Linked DNA regions of Mus musculus: all the other regions are linked to region 3. The links are chromatin contacts, called in public promoter capture Hi-C maps. All regions are on one chromosome and are shown on one strand. Each heading gives the region's core, a stretch centred on a gene start, on an enhancer-like site or on the middle of the called end of the contact. The rest is flanking DNA. Distances are from core to core; before and after follow the strand shown.

Region 1 (4,946 bases), core at 1,620-4,119, 260 kb after region 3:
TGTTATTCTCCCTCCCCTAGATTTCTTTTAAAATTTTATTAACCAATGTGAACTCTTAGTCTGCATATTTTGAAGTTCTTCAGATTCAGACACTTGCTAAATTAGTATATAGCTAAGTGATTTTATCTGCGGGTCAGGTCAAGGATTATGTACTCTCGTGACTGATTAGTCAGGAAGGAGTATGACCAACCGGAAGGGGAAATGCAGATGTATCAGATTAGGTGTTGCTTGGACCAGCTGTAACTTCTGCAGAGACGTTTAGATCAGTTTAGGTCCAAGTCTCTAAGCATTGAGAGATCAGATTTATAAAACTAGCCACTACCAGATCCTTGCCTATATTATTAACCCATGCAATAAGTGGTTGTTCTGTGGGGCCAGCATTCCCAAGGTCATCATTTCTGTGTTGACAATAAGGGTGTTCACATATTCTTCTGCATTCAAAATGGTGATTCTCTTCTTCATTTCTTCTCCTTCCCCTCCCTTTCACTCCCGTTTTTCCCTTTGCTCCCTCCCTTCATGATTTTCTTTCCACCTCCCCCTGTCATTTAGTTTTGTTATTTTATCTATTCCTTTTAATAATGAAACACATTTTAAAATTATATCAACAGAGTATAATCTGACTATTTCATCATGAGGAAAGTAGCCAGTCCTATGATTTTACTTTGAGAACTCAGAAGACATCCTAGTACATGCATTCAATTTGTTCTTTTAATAGAAGATCTTGAGGTGATTGCTTAAACGTTTTCTGTGGAAATTAAGCTTTAGAACTTTAGTTGCTGGAAGGTCAGTGAGATGGCTTAGGATGTACAGATGGCTTGAGTTTGATCCCTAGGATTAACACGGTGAAAGGAAAGAACCGATTCCTGACAGTTGTCCTCTGACCTCTGCAAATGCCATGTTGCAAACCTGCAGAAGTACCTAAGGGAACACAAGGAAATGCACACAGTAGATAAATTAACTCATTTTTAGGAAAATTTAAAAATCAGTTCCTTGAGTATTTATAGGATCCAAGAATTCAGAATTCTCTGTGTTATTATAAATGTTGTTTTGCTATGTGCCTTTCAGTCCTGATTAAAACATTAATACAATATTTTAAGTGTGTGCTATATGTCAAGCATTATACTAAGTATGGGGAACACAGAATTAAGTAGGTAAAGAGCCTCAATGTGAGTTATGGGAGATACGTTGTGCCACAGTGATCTGAATATGCAGTAACAGAAGCACACAGGGTGCCATTGAAAAGCGGGGAATGATAGCCTGGGACTCAAAAAGATTGCTCAGGGAAGTCTAACGCTGTTCATAAAGTTAACACTATTCTCTTACATACTGCCAGGCTTGTTTTTATTTCAAGTACAGCATGACCATTTTGCCAATCACATCTGAAAAATTGGGAACATAAATACATACCTTTTAGGCTTCTCCCTAAACTTTAAATACACTAAAATATATCTTAATGATAATTTCAGGGAGAAAATATGAAGAAGAGATTCTTCACCTAGAAGGAACTGTGGCCACTGAAACTCTCTTACCTTTTCTATCTCACTTTCTCTTCTTGGCTCCACCCCTTCCTGAATTCTGTCTCCTAAGGATTGCCACCAAGCACAACCCTTATTCTCACACCAGCATAAACAAATATTCCGCCTTTTTTGTTCAGGGAAGACAAAACACAGATTTTGTTTCATCTAAGGAATAAAAAATTATAGACCTGTTTTTGAGTGGTCTTTAAAGAGAACTCGGAATGGAAATGGATGCCTTATTGTGATGTGATGTTCGGTCTCTGGCCAACTGTCTCTGTCAGGCATTTGCAGTACTGGGGATGTATTCCACAAAAACAGTAACCCTGATCTTTGTACATCTTCCCAACTGAAAATATAAATTGCACAGAAAGAAAATGTGAGAAAGAAGAACAAAGAGAGAGAAAATGCAGATCCTATATGTGCACAGCATGTAGTTCACCATAATGTGACTCTCATCGACAGCATAGTGTGCTCATTAGGAAACAAATGGCTGACAAACAAGCAAATTAAAAGCACGCAATGTGTGGTGTTGGGAAGACTGGAGAAGGAGGCTGGAAAGGGGCAAGGGTGGCTAAGTTTAGCAAAACCTTTTATAAAATGCTTAAGTACTACAGTCATGCATTATACACTGAGAATACAAGTGAGACTCTACTGGGGAGGGGAGGGAAGGAGAGGGGAGGGGAGAGAGAGAGGAAAAGAGGTGAGGCAAATGGAGGGAAGGAGAGAATAGGGGAGGAGTAAAGAAGAGAGAAGAGGAGAAGCAAATTAAAGTAAAGCATAAGCAAAGAATCTTGGGTGATATTTTTCAACATCAAATCATCTACTACAAAAGAAAACTTGTGACAAAAATAAAAGATATGAGATAAACCAGGACATTCTAGTTCAGTAAATCATATCAATATATGAGTCTTTATAGAAAAAGGTATTATAGGCCCATGATCTTTTAATATATGTGGTCACTGATAGTGTGGACTGTAGCTATACATGCAGACATTTTCCTTACCTCTTCTCACAGTATTCAGCTTGGGCTTCTGGAAGTTCTTTGTACAACTTGGACTTTTTACCAAGTTAGTCCACTTCTATCCAAGTCACAAACATTACAGCTCTGGAAGGACAGTTAAATTTTCCAAAGTGGAAAAAAATGCCCCAGTTTTCTCTTTTGCCAAGGCAGGAAGCATTTCCTGGAGATTAATCACCATTTGCCTTGCAAAATTAAGAAGGTTTGAAGAACTTAGTAAAGAAGATTGTATCACCCTACTCTGATTTTTAATTTTTGGAAGTGGTCCCATTTGGATGGAAGCAATTATGAGTCAGTTTTCGGGTGACTCTACAAACACAACCACTCTATAAAAGTTGGGCTTAAGAAGGTGGACCTAGAAGGAGGCAGCAGAGAACCTACTGAAGGTGGTACAGAGCTGTGGGAAGTCAATGAAAATGAAGGGTCTTCCGGTCCTGCTGTGGCTGTGTGTGGTTGTGTGCTCATCCTACCCATTGCATGACAGTGCAAGGGATGATGATGCTGGTATGGAGCTTCTGCAGGTAAGGGGTGAAAATGGCCTCTGGGCTTTTGGTGGGGCACAGCTTTGCATTCCACAGCCGGGTTCTGACTGCCTGTGTAAATGTGGCTTGGCAATAGAGAAGAATTAGAAATTATTGAATCTCAATATCACATGATCCTTCCTGTTATGTAAGAACAAAGGCCAGGAATATCGGGTGATTTTTTATGATTATGCAGTATGGTGGCAGAGGCAACACTGGTGCAGGAGGCACATGAACGGCAAGGGAAGGGCACATGAACTGTGCCTTGCTTTGGTCCAGTGTAATTTAGTAAAATATTTGTACTGTTAGTATAAGAGAGGCATGTCTGTTTTTTCCCTAGTAAACTAAATCCTTATGAAAAGTGGAAAATTGAGAAAATTAAATAAAATTACCCCAAACAGACAACTATTCGCACAAATGCTAATTTGTTCATTTTGCTTTTCTCTACACTAAATGCTTTTGAAATTTCCCCTTGAAGTCATTGTTTTAATGGCAAGCTAAAACTACAGAGACACTGTGTTTCAAAACAAAGTAAAGATGTAGTCACTACTGACAAATTAATGAAGTATTAAACTTAGGATTTCAGCAAATTGGAAAAAGAGGTCAAAGACACTGAAAAAGTAAGTGTCTGTCAGGCTCGGTTGTCCGAGCCTGTAAACCCAGTGCTCAGAAGGCAGACACAGAAGGGTTGTGAGTTAAAGAAACTTCTTGGCTAGATAATGAGATCCTGTCGAAATGAATGAGGAAAGGAAAGAAGGAAGGAAGGAAGGAAGGAAGGAAGGAAGGAAGGAAGGAAGGAAGGAAGGAAGGAAGGAAGGAAAGAGAAGGGAAGGAGGAAGGGTGTGTGACTGTAAAAGTTTACTATAAATAACAATAGCTTAAAAAATCCGAATTGTTACTTAAACGTTATATTTATTCCATTAGAAATACCTAGAAAACTACTATGGCCTTGCAAAAGATGTGAAGCAATTTATTAAGAAAAAGGACAGTAGTCTTATTGTCAAAAAAATTCAAGAAATGCAGAAGTTCCTCGGGTTGGAGATGACAGGGAAGCTGGACTCCAACACTATGGAGCTGATGCATAAGCCCAGGTGTGGTGTTCCTGATGTTGGTGGCTTCAGTACCTTCCCAGGTTCGCCAAAATGGAGGAAATCCCACATCACCTACAGGTAATGGCACCAGAGTTTTCACACAGCATTATAAATGTGTCAGGAGCATCACAGAAGCAAAGATTACCTTCTTTGATTTCTCTTATCCAGGATTGTGAATTATACACCGGATTTGCCAAGACAGAGTGTGGATTCTGCCATTGAAAAAGCTTTGAAGGTCTGGGAGGAGGTGACCCCACTCACTTTCTCCAGGATCTCTGAAGGAGAGGCTGACATAATGATCTCCTTTGCAGTTGGAGGTAAAAGCCAAAAACTACCTGAAATACTCATGAACAGGTGGCATTTTACTAAAAATTACACACACACTCATATATATACATATGTATGTATGTATTTCTTTTAAGAACATGGAGACTTTGTCCCTTTTGATGGGCCTGGAACAGTCTTGGCTCATGCCTATGCACCTGGACCAGGGATTAATGGAGATGCTCACTTTGACGATGATGAACGATGGACAGAGGATGTCACTGGTGAGTGCTGCAGCTCACAGCATGACTTAGTTTCATTTCTTTTCATATTTAGGGATGTCCTCATAACCAGTGGTTTTTTTATTAGATATTTTCTTCATTTACATTTCCAATGCTATCCCAAAAGTCCTCTATACCCCCCCCCCCGGCCCTGTTCCCCTACTCACTCACTCCTACTTCTTGGCCCTGGCTTTCCCCTGTACTGGGGCATATAAAGTTTGCTGGACCAAGGGGCCTCTCTTCCCAATGATGGC
Region 2 (4,801 bases), core at 946-3,445, 370 kb after region 3:
AAAACAAAACAAAACAGAAAAAATACTATGTAAAGGAGGAAAGTAAAAAAAAAAAAAAAAAAACGAAAACGAAATAAAAATACATTTTTCCTTCATCTCCCATCAAATAATACTAGTATCAGTGCCAGCTCCCAGCCACTTTCTCTCTATAAGTCACCACCTCTGGCATCATGCCTTAGCTTTTCCCTTCAATCTACAATCATGCTTCCTTAATTCAACGATTTAAAAAACTGAAGCTCCTCTTCCTTGGCTCTTACCCAATTGATGCCTTATTGCATGTCTTCATGGTTTCTCTCAGTTCTGCAATCTGTAGATTTAGTCCAAATAATTGTGATCCCCCGAGTTGTTCTTTAGGTATTTGCTGCTCTTCCTAGTTTTGCAATTTATTTGTTACATCTGGGTCATAACATTTCTGTAAATAAGTACTGTGTATACATGGTTTCCCAGCTAAAGTAATTTGCAAATGCTACAGTTCCAGAGTCATAATCGACCACAATAGTACTGGTTTCAGGAAGAGCTGAAGCTCTTTGAATTCCATGTATAGCTTTGTTGATTTCTGTATTCTGTACTTGAGAGAGAGAGAGAGAGAGAGAGAGAGAGAGAGAGAGAGAGAGAGAGAGAGAGAGAGAGAATGAAAGTTCTCCTGGGAGCCAGGTGGAGATACTCAGATAATGAACATTTACCTCAGGCCCTACTCTAGAATTCTGCCATGTCTGGAGAAGTAGGAAAAACAGTAAAGTCCAGAATGGACTAGAAGACTGTAGAAGAAACGTACGGCCAGGTGCTTCCTTTTTAGCTCAGACCTCCATACCCAGCCTCTGCTTCTCCTTTGCTATGTTCATCACAAATTGAAAATATTCCTAACCTCTTATGTTCTAAACACTTTTGTAAAATACATTTTTTAAAAAATTCATTTTTAAAGTTCATTTTAGGGGCTGAGAATAAAACATAGTCTGTGAACTACTTCTTTCAAGAATGAAGAACAGGAGTTAGATCGTGAAGACAGGCAGGCAGGAAGAGAGCCAGTGCCCTGTGTCACCACATCATCTGGAAGCCTTCACTCACCCTCCTAGCACTCTGGGGATGTCTGAGACATCTATCTCCTTCTCTCCCTTGTCCTTTTGTCCCTGGATGTAGGCCAAAGTTTTCCACTTGCTGTGAGCCCACAGTTACTGATGGTCCAGCCTGGATTCAAATAGCAGGTTGATGAACTAGAGCCTGGTATAGGATGGGCTCTGTTTCTCTCACCATACTCATGGGCTTGAGTCCTATGCAAAGTGAGCATGTGCCTTTCCTAGTCTTCCAGCCTCTGCCTCTCCTGCAAAATTATAGCAATAGTGTGTTGCTCTGAAAGCTGTATGAGAATAGGGCATTTAGTTGTCATTAACATGTTTGAAACATTGTAAGTACAACAGATGTTAGTTTTCGTCTTAACTATCACTATCTTTGTCCTTTCTCTGGAAAAACCCACCTTATAGTGAATGTTTTAGTACATCTATAGCAGTCATGCCACACAGAAGCTGCTGTTTACGTATGTATATGGACGTGTGCATTTATTTAAAAGTGAATGTTCATGTTTTGTGTGTGCTGTAAGTGGGATTTGTTTGTTTGTTTTGTGACAGGGTCTCTAACTAGCCTGGAACTTACCAAGTAGACTAGGTTGACTGGCCAATAAGCTGCAAACACCCCCTGCCTGGCACAGACCAGGACCGAGATTATACTCATGTACCACTAAGTTCAGTTTTTTACCTGCATGCTGAGAATCAAATTCAGGCCCTCATGCTTGTGTGACAAGTACTTTCCTAACAAAGCCATCATCTCTAGATGCTGCTTTTGGTCCCCACACAAAGCCTGCTTTGGCACACGCTATCAGGCAGCAGTGGTGGCTTAGAAACAGAAGTCTTACAGGTGTGCCACCGCTTCCCAAGATGATCGCTGAACATTCTTAAAATATTGCCCCGATTAACTAGCACAACTTCCTCATTACACACAGACAGAAACTGGAAGACTGTAGCCCCCGTGCCAGCCACCTCACCCTGACAGTTTACAAAAGTAGCGATCCATCCTCTTGCTTTGTTGAATGACTCCCCCACTTCTAGGTTCCAAATCACATTCTAACATTGAAGAACTGTCAGAGTGCGGTTAGCTATGTTGCCTCATACTGCTTAGGCAGAAGTTGCTCAAGATGTAGCTTTATAAGGGACCAGACAAGAGCAGTGATTGGCAGGGGATGCTGTGAGCTTGAGGGCACTTGCCAGAGGGGCAGAGGAAGGCAGGAGAGGTTGTCTTGGAAGATAAGATTATGTTTCGCCTGAAGACACTTCCATTACTGATCTTCCTCCACACACAGCTTGCCAATGCCTTCCCAGTACCTGAACACCTGGAAGAGAAAAATATAAAAACTGCTGAGGTAAATGGGCTGTCTATCACAGTTGATTTGCCGGTGGTTACAGAATTCTGAGGGTGGCTTTCCCTTCTTAGTCTAGAAGGACAGAAAGAGATTCTTCGCATGGGTTTGCCAAGGCTCAGCATCACTTTCTGAGACTTGAAAGACTCCACGTGGTCAAGGCCTGGCCCTGGAAAATGTAGACATGAAGACAGCTGGGTGTTTTCAAGCCCAAGGAACACTACTGTCAGGCCAGCTGCAGCTGGAGCCTTTTCAGAGAGAATATTTTATTTATAAAATGAACTGAGTTGCCTACCTAATTTTTTCTCTTCCAGTATACCTGTAACCCAGTTGTTCCACGCTCTATAGGCCAGTGCTAGAGTGATAGAATACTTGCTGGTATCCCAACACTAAAAAAATGGTGGGGGCTGTGGGGAGGTCAAATTATGACCTGCCCACCGCTTCCTGTATGGATAGTTTTCTGCAGCCAAAAATACTTTCATATAGAGACGATAGATGGAAATGGGGGGTTATAATTAATTAAAATTAACACATTGTTAATCAGATTTTCCAGGACTGTTTATTAAACTTTGGAAGTTTAGCATCTCTCTTGTTTTATAGTATAAAAAAAGGCCACTTTTTTATGCAAGAGAATGTAATCACCAATTTCTTGTTCATAGTTTTCTTAGTATTGAAATTTCCGGAAAGCATAATTCTTGCTCTTTTCTCGCAATCATTTTTGTGCCTGGCACAGAAGCCCCTAAGTTCGTACTGAGGGTGGGCTGGGTTCACTTTGCAGGTGCCACTCCTCTAAGTATCACAATGACTGTGATGTTGGAGACAAAGAACAGTGCTGGGATTTGCCCACACCTGCCACATCTCAAAGTGCAAGCTCTGCTCTCTGTCACCTCCAAATAACCAGGTAGTCACATACGAAGCACAGTATATATACATAGGCTACACATGGCAAGGTAAAGAGACCTTACCATTGACTGGCATGTCAACACTTGTGAATGAGAGTGGCTTACAAGATCTTATCTTGGTAAATGAAATGCTGCTGTTGCCCCAAACATCTTTTAAATGACCAGTTCTCATTTGAAAGCCATTGCAGTAAGCCAGGACCTGTACTGTCACCTTCCCTTTGGTTCTTGAACCCTCCATTTCTCTGTGAGGGTGATTAAACCCTCTCTCCATTTAGTGAAAGAATTTTTAAGCAGAAAAGTCCTCATTTTTATAACTAACACTTCAACAGATATAAAAACAATAGTTAAAAGCCAGTACTGATTAAAACAAAAGCCATGCTGCGGACTGTATAGTAGCGGACTATATAGTAGAGGACTGTATAGTAGCGGGCTGTATAGTAGTGGACTGTATAGTAGCAGTTGGTGTGTGACTTGGATTCATTCCTCCCCTGTTGTAAGACTTTTGTTTTTTATTCAAAAATCCATGAGATCTCAGGGAATGCAGAGAATGTTCTATGGCGTTGTTCTTTCAAAATCAATCTACAAGTTATTTTAATTAAGTGAATTTCTTTTCGTGAGTGTGGGAGGGAATTGCATGCCACAGTGCACATATGGTAATCAGAACACAGTAAACTTGGAAGAAAGAGTCAGCTCTCTCCTTCTACTGTGTGGGTGGTGAGGTCAATCTTAGCTTGTCAGGCTTGACCCACTGAGCTATCCCTTCCCACAATTTCTGTTATTGTCCCTTGCCTGTCGGGTCCTGGTTTACATTCTGTGGCAACTTAGAAAGAATTGCAAAATGTCCGGAGCAATTTCACAGCAAGTACTCTGGTGTGTTTATTTTGATCAGAATTACCTACGAAAATTCTACAACTTACCAAGCAATCAATTCCGGTCTTCGAGGAATGCCACGATGGTTGCAGAGAAGCTTAAAGAGATGCAGCGCTTCTTCAGCTTAGCAGAGACTGGGAAGTTAGATGCAGCTACAATGGGGATTATGGAAATGCCTCGATGTGGAGTGCCTGACTCTGGTGATTTCTTGCTAACCCCAGGAAGTCCCAAGTGGACACACACTAACCTGACCTACAGGTGACATTCCTAGAGTCTGGGGATTCATCCACTCAGCTAGTGAGTGACAGTCTGTGACACCTCAGACATTGTTGCAGAACTTGGAAGCCACTATAGACCAATGAACAGATATCCTGCCCTTACCAAATTTGGAGGAGTAGAATGTGAGCTGGAAGCTAGCTTGAGGCTGAGAAAGCAGAGAGCCCGGGGTTCTTTCAACCCTACAGCTTACCACGTTGAGTCTCTTCAGCAATCTAAAAAGACTATGCCATCATGAGACTGTCTCTTCTAGTCAGTTACTTTTAAGTACAAAAGAGGCTTAACCATTGCTGAAGAAAACCTAGCCCTGTTCTGTATATCTTGGTAACAGCAGTAATAATACTCA
Region 3 (4,388 bases), core at 7-2,506:
ATAAAGTTGATGAGTACCTTAGGATCTAAACCAGAATACCCTTTTGTTTTAATACTACTTCCTTTCCTTTCCTTCTTGTGACTTAGTCAAAGAAAATTAGACCACATAACAAAGAACTCAGCACCCTCATAGCTTCTCATTATTTACTATATAGAAAATCAAGAACTATCACGAGCAGCAGAAAAAATTAAATCACATAACTAGGTGCTTTTCTGTACACAGACATAATGTCCCTTCCCAAGTCTCACAACCTGAGTTCCACCTCAAGAGTGACAAGATTGATGGAGAAAATGAACTTTCAAGTTGTCATCCCAGCACTGGCACACAAGTGCCCCCACAATAAATACATATATAAAACAAACAAACAAAAAAAAAACCCTTCATCTTTCAGTTGTCTACTTCCTGTAGGGAGTTCTGTTTTAGAGCTTACATTTTATAATTTTCATGTAAAAACAATGTTTCGTGCATTGTTTATAATAGAGTCGAATGGGTTATAGGTTTGAACATTATGTTCACTGTTAAAAAAACATTAACTATATGCACCAAACATTGAAGTGTCCTCTCTCAGGAAACTTGTGAATTCCAGGGCATATTATGTATCCAGGACTCATTACAACAACCGGTTTTTTTCTTTCTCCTTGACTAGATTAGGGTCCCACGATGCAGTCACAGAACCACAGGGATAGAATTTAAAGAAACAGTCTTCTGTCACAGTTGGGTTACAAACATGGACTTCATTCACTAAGAATCTTCTATGAGATAATTTTACCTAGCAAACCTTTCTTATAAGCAGTATTTCCATTAGAAGTGACGTGATTACTGTTTCTTGAGAGCAGCCCATTAGAACAGTTCCCCAAATCCTCTGTAATAAGTCAGTCCGTTTCCCAGTCTCTTATCCAAGAGGAGAGTTCCTCAGAAGTAAAACATGGAGGCGTTGCCTCAGCACAGGAGGAAGCCATAAACTGACCCTGAGCATGAGGGAGAAAAGGACAAGGAGCGCGAGAAGTTGATCTCAGGCCCACCAAGAACACCCGAAAAAACTGGAGCGGTTGCACGTCAGGAGTGGGCACACTCACGCATGGCTCCTCACCAGATTACTTCGCTCGCCAGCTGTGGAGCGTTTATGATTTCTAGAAAGGACTTCCCGCTGGAAACCCGCCAGAAAATCTCCGGAGATTCAGGCTCCACCTGCAGAGACAAAAAATCCCAAAGTAGAGAGACCGCTCCAGGCCCTGCGAGCTTCCTTTCTACGTCACTTCCGGTCCAGAGCCATCCGCTTCCGGGTCAGGCTAAGCCGCCTGCTCTTCGCTGCTACTGTAGGTGCCGCGCTGTCGGCGTTCGCTGCTCCTGGAAAAGCCCGAGCCGCGACACCGCCGGCCTTAGCGCTGCGCTGCCCGGAACCGCCCCTAAAGAGGAGACCCGGGGCGGGGTCGCGCCTCGGGCCTCCGCTGCGGTCCCCGGCAGGCGGGAGCCGGCGCTGCGGGGCCTGCGGCGGAGCGCGATACCCCTCCCCGGCCGCCCTGTCTACCTTGCCGGGGAAGGCGGAAGATGCCAGTGAAGAAGAAGAGAAAAGCTCCCGGAGTGGCAGCGGCGGTCGCGGAAGACGCGGGCCTCAAAAAGTGTAAAATCCCCAGGTACTGCCTGTCCCCACCCCGCTGGCTCTCTCCTTCCCCCGGGGCCGGACAGGCCGCTAGCCGGGAGGAGAGGGGCGAGCCCTCTCAGGCGAGGCGGTCGGTGAGGCGCCCAGTCTCCGCTCCGCGCGGGACCGAACCGCGTGTTCGCCTGTACGTGCTCTCTGTCGTACTTGGACAAGCTCTGAGATTCGTCCCACTTTGTTGTCTGCGTGCCCAGAGGGTAGGAAACAGACGACCGTACGTATGCATTCTCCATCAAATTTCCCAACCGAGAAGTGAGCGCGGATCTGCCAAGATTCACGGCGTCCTTGTGTCACACTAAATCGAGCAGAATTGGCTTGGTCCCCACATTGTTAAATGTCAGAGTGTGAAAAAAGGAGCAGAGCTTGAAGAGTTTTGACAGCTGCCTTGGGAATGATGGAAAGAAAGCCTTTGCTATAATTGGTCTCCCGAGTTAGCATTTAAAGTGGCCTAACCTGGACGATCCCAGCAGGAGGCCTTTTAAATCGCTGGAGCCTAGGCTTCTGGACGCACCAATGCCTCCACTTCACCTGTACCAGTTCCGTACACTTAATTGGAAAAGGCCCTTGTGGTTTTTGTTTTCTGGCATTAAGACGCTGGTAGCTCTCAACCTCCTTTTAGGCGTTAGCAAGCTATTGTGCTCCATGTTCTCTTAGGGGAAAAGAAAACAAAGCAGAACTGTAAGTTAGAGCCCTTTACTCGCTTTGTGGCATATACTCAATCATCACAGATTCATTCCTCAGAAAGTCATTGCGATTTAGCTTTGAGAAGTGGGCTTCTTCCCATACACTTTGAGTTGTTTTTGTATTAATGGTCGACACTTAAAGTGACAAATACTACCATTACAACAAGACAGCCTGGAACAACAATATCAACTAATCAGTACCCCCAGAACCTATGTCTCTAACTGCATAGGTAGCAGAAGATGGCGTAGTTGGCCATCACTGGAAAGAGAGGCCCTTTGGTCTAACAAACTTTATATGCCTTAGTACAGGTAAAGCCAGGGCCAAGAAGTGGGAGTGTGTGGGTTGGGGAGCAGGCCTGGGGGGGGGGGGGTATAGGGGACTTTTGGGATAGCATTTGAAATGTAAATGAAGAAAATATCTAATTAAAAAAAAAAGACAGGCTGCACTAGACAAAGGAGATTTCCCTTTAAGGAGAGATGCAGTGAAGAATGGACTGCTTAAACTATGAAGGTGACTTGCTTCATCCTAATCTTTTTTGTAATTGATTGCTTTGTTCTTCTCCCCTTGTTGTGTTTTAGCAAAAGAGTCTAGGTAATATTTTTTGGGTGATGTATAAAATAGAGTTTTCATTATGCCCTTTGGCATACATTTTTCTTAACTGTATTAGCTCTTGGAGAATCATATCTAAGATATTTAAATTAAGTCAGTTAAAACAGCTGGCTGAGCAGTATCATTTGACTTCAGGTGATTCAGCCTAAATTATAACAGGGATTTTAATCCACATCAGTAGCAGAATGGAAGTAAGGCTTCAGGCCTTCCATAAGGTATGTAACTTAGTGGTAGAGAGCAAGCCCAGCATGAGCAGTCTAGGGAGAGCTGTCTAGCCTAGTCTTGGGTTGAGACTTAGAATGTACTTCTTTATTATCTTGAAATCTAAGGAAATAATTTTAGTTTCTAGTTATGGAATCCTGTAGCAAGCAAAGAAGCATTTAGATTTCATTGGTTAGAAATTCTTACACATAGAGTACAGGTCCTTATTGCTAATACATAGCTCCTTTCCTCATAATGCTAACTTAAAAACCATTTGTCTCATTTACATGGAAGCAATTCTTGTTGAAGCTACTTTATCACTAAGCGTTGAGTCGTAGTAAGTCTTAGGCATTTGTGTGTTTTCTAAGCTATTGCAGATCCCAGCCTCCTGCTAGACTCATCAGTGGAGAGGAAGATTTTTCAAGAAAGAAGTGCCTGGCTTGGTTTTATGAGTATGCAGGTAATGAAATTCATGGAGCAAGATACCAGTCATGCCCATTTAAAAGCTGTGTTTTATTATTGCTGACCTGTTATGTGTACTGGGATTAGTGTCAAGGCTAAAGGCTTAGAATTTAGTGCCATGAACATGTCTGACAACTTTTTTCTCTCTTACCTGCTTTCCTACTTTTATTTTTTTTCTTCTTTTATCATTATTATTCTCAAAAGTATTTGCTTAAAGCTAAAACACGTAGTAATAGTCGTCTTATATTTGTACTAGCCATGTTATAGTTTTAAGTGGTGCCATCTTGTCAAGTTTCAGCTAACTGTACGGAAGGCTAGACTAGGATGTAAAGGGGGCAACAACTTTGCTATTGGGATCAGCAGAGTGATCTTTCTAGATCAGGGGAAATAAATGCTATTACTGGTATCCCAAGACAACCACTAACCCAAATTAAATGTAGAGAATTCTTTTTTTTTTTCTGACCTCTATTTAAAATGTTGACCCATTATTAAAAATGACAGTTTTTCATATACATTATATCGAATCAAGAGGTTTTCATCTTATTTCACTTTATAAATGTTACTAGATACCATAAAGATAGTCATTTTGTATGTGTGTGTGTATATATATATATCTTTTCCCCTTGAATGCTTGATTGTATTAGCTCTTATTAGAACTTCTCTGGATATTTTAAGATTGAGTTAAATATTTATTTTCTACTCTTAACATTTTTAACAGTAAAGGTAATAATTGCTATCATTGTTCCATGGATTGTGATAAGTATATCATTTTCCC

Evidence for each region. Capture Hi-C pulls out chosen DNA fragments and counts their contacts.
Region 1: a promoter capture Hi-C map of adipose tissue shows a contact between it and region 3. The contact joins the promoter of Mmp3 here to the promoter of Dcun1d5 in region 3. A contact is called at or near these places in 5 of 39 promoter capture datasets (the 3T3-L1 cell line, the C10 cell line, cranial neural crest and 2 more) and 1 of 9 other capture datasets (adipose tissue).
Region 2: a promoter capture Hi-C map of liver shows a contact between it and region 3. The contact joins the promoter of Mmp8 here to the promoter of Dcun1d5 in region 3. A contact is called at or near these places in 8 of 39 promoter capture datasets (the C10 cell line, cranial neural crest, embryonic stem cells and 5 more), 1 of 484 Hi-C or Micro-C datasets (bone marrow-derived macrophages), 9 of 115 datasets of contacts at active chromatin or transcription factors (the SCID.adh cell line, bone marrow-derived macrophages, cardiomyocytes and 5 more) and 5 of 9 other capture datasets (adipose tissue, embryonic stem cells, liver and 2 more).

What each region holds. Positions count from the first base shown.
Region 1 is chr9:7,442,953-7,447,898 of GRCm38.p6, forward strand. It overlaps Mmp3 (matrix metallopeptidase 3), which reads left to right and starts at 2,870. Exons shown (of 10, transcript NM_010809.2): 1 at 2,870-3,056; 2 at 3,981-4,225; 3 at 4,316-4,464; 4 at 4,570-4,695. The coding sequence starts at 2,946.
Region 2 is chr9:7,556,234-7,561,034 of GRCm38.p6, forward strand. Mmp8 (matrix metallopeptidase 8) reads left to right here and starts at 2,196. Exons shown (of 10, transcript NM_008611.4): 1 at 2,196-2,410; 2 at 4,199-4,437. The coding sequence starts at 2,303. It overlaps Gm31751 (a long non-coding RNA gene), which reads right to left. Exons shown (of 4, transcript XR_379096.3): 4 at 939-2,380.
Region 3 is chr9:7,183,249-7,187,636 of GRCm38.p6, forward strand. Dcun1d5 (DCN1, defective in cullin neddylation 1, domain containing 5 (S. cerevisiae)) reads left to right here and starts at 1,257. Exons shown (of 8, transcript NM_029775.3): 1 at 1,257-1,634; 2 at 3,520-3,611. The coding sequence starts at 1,549.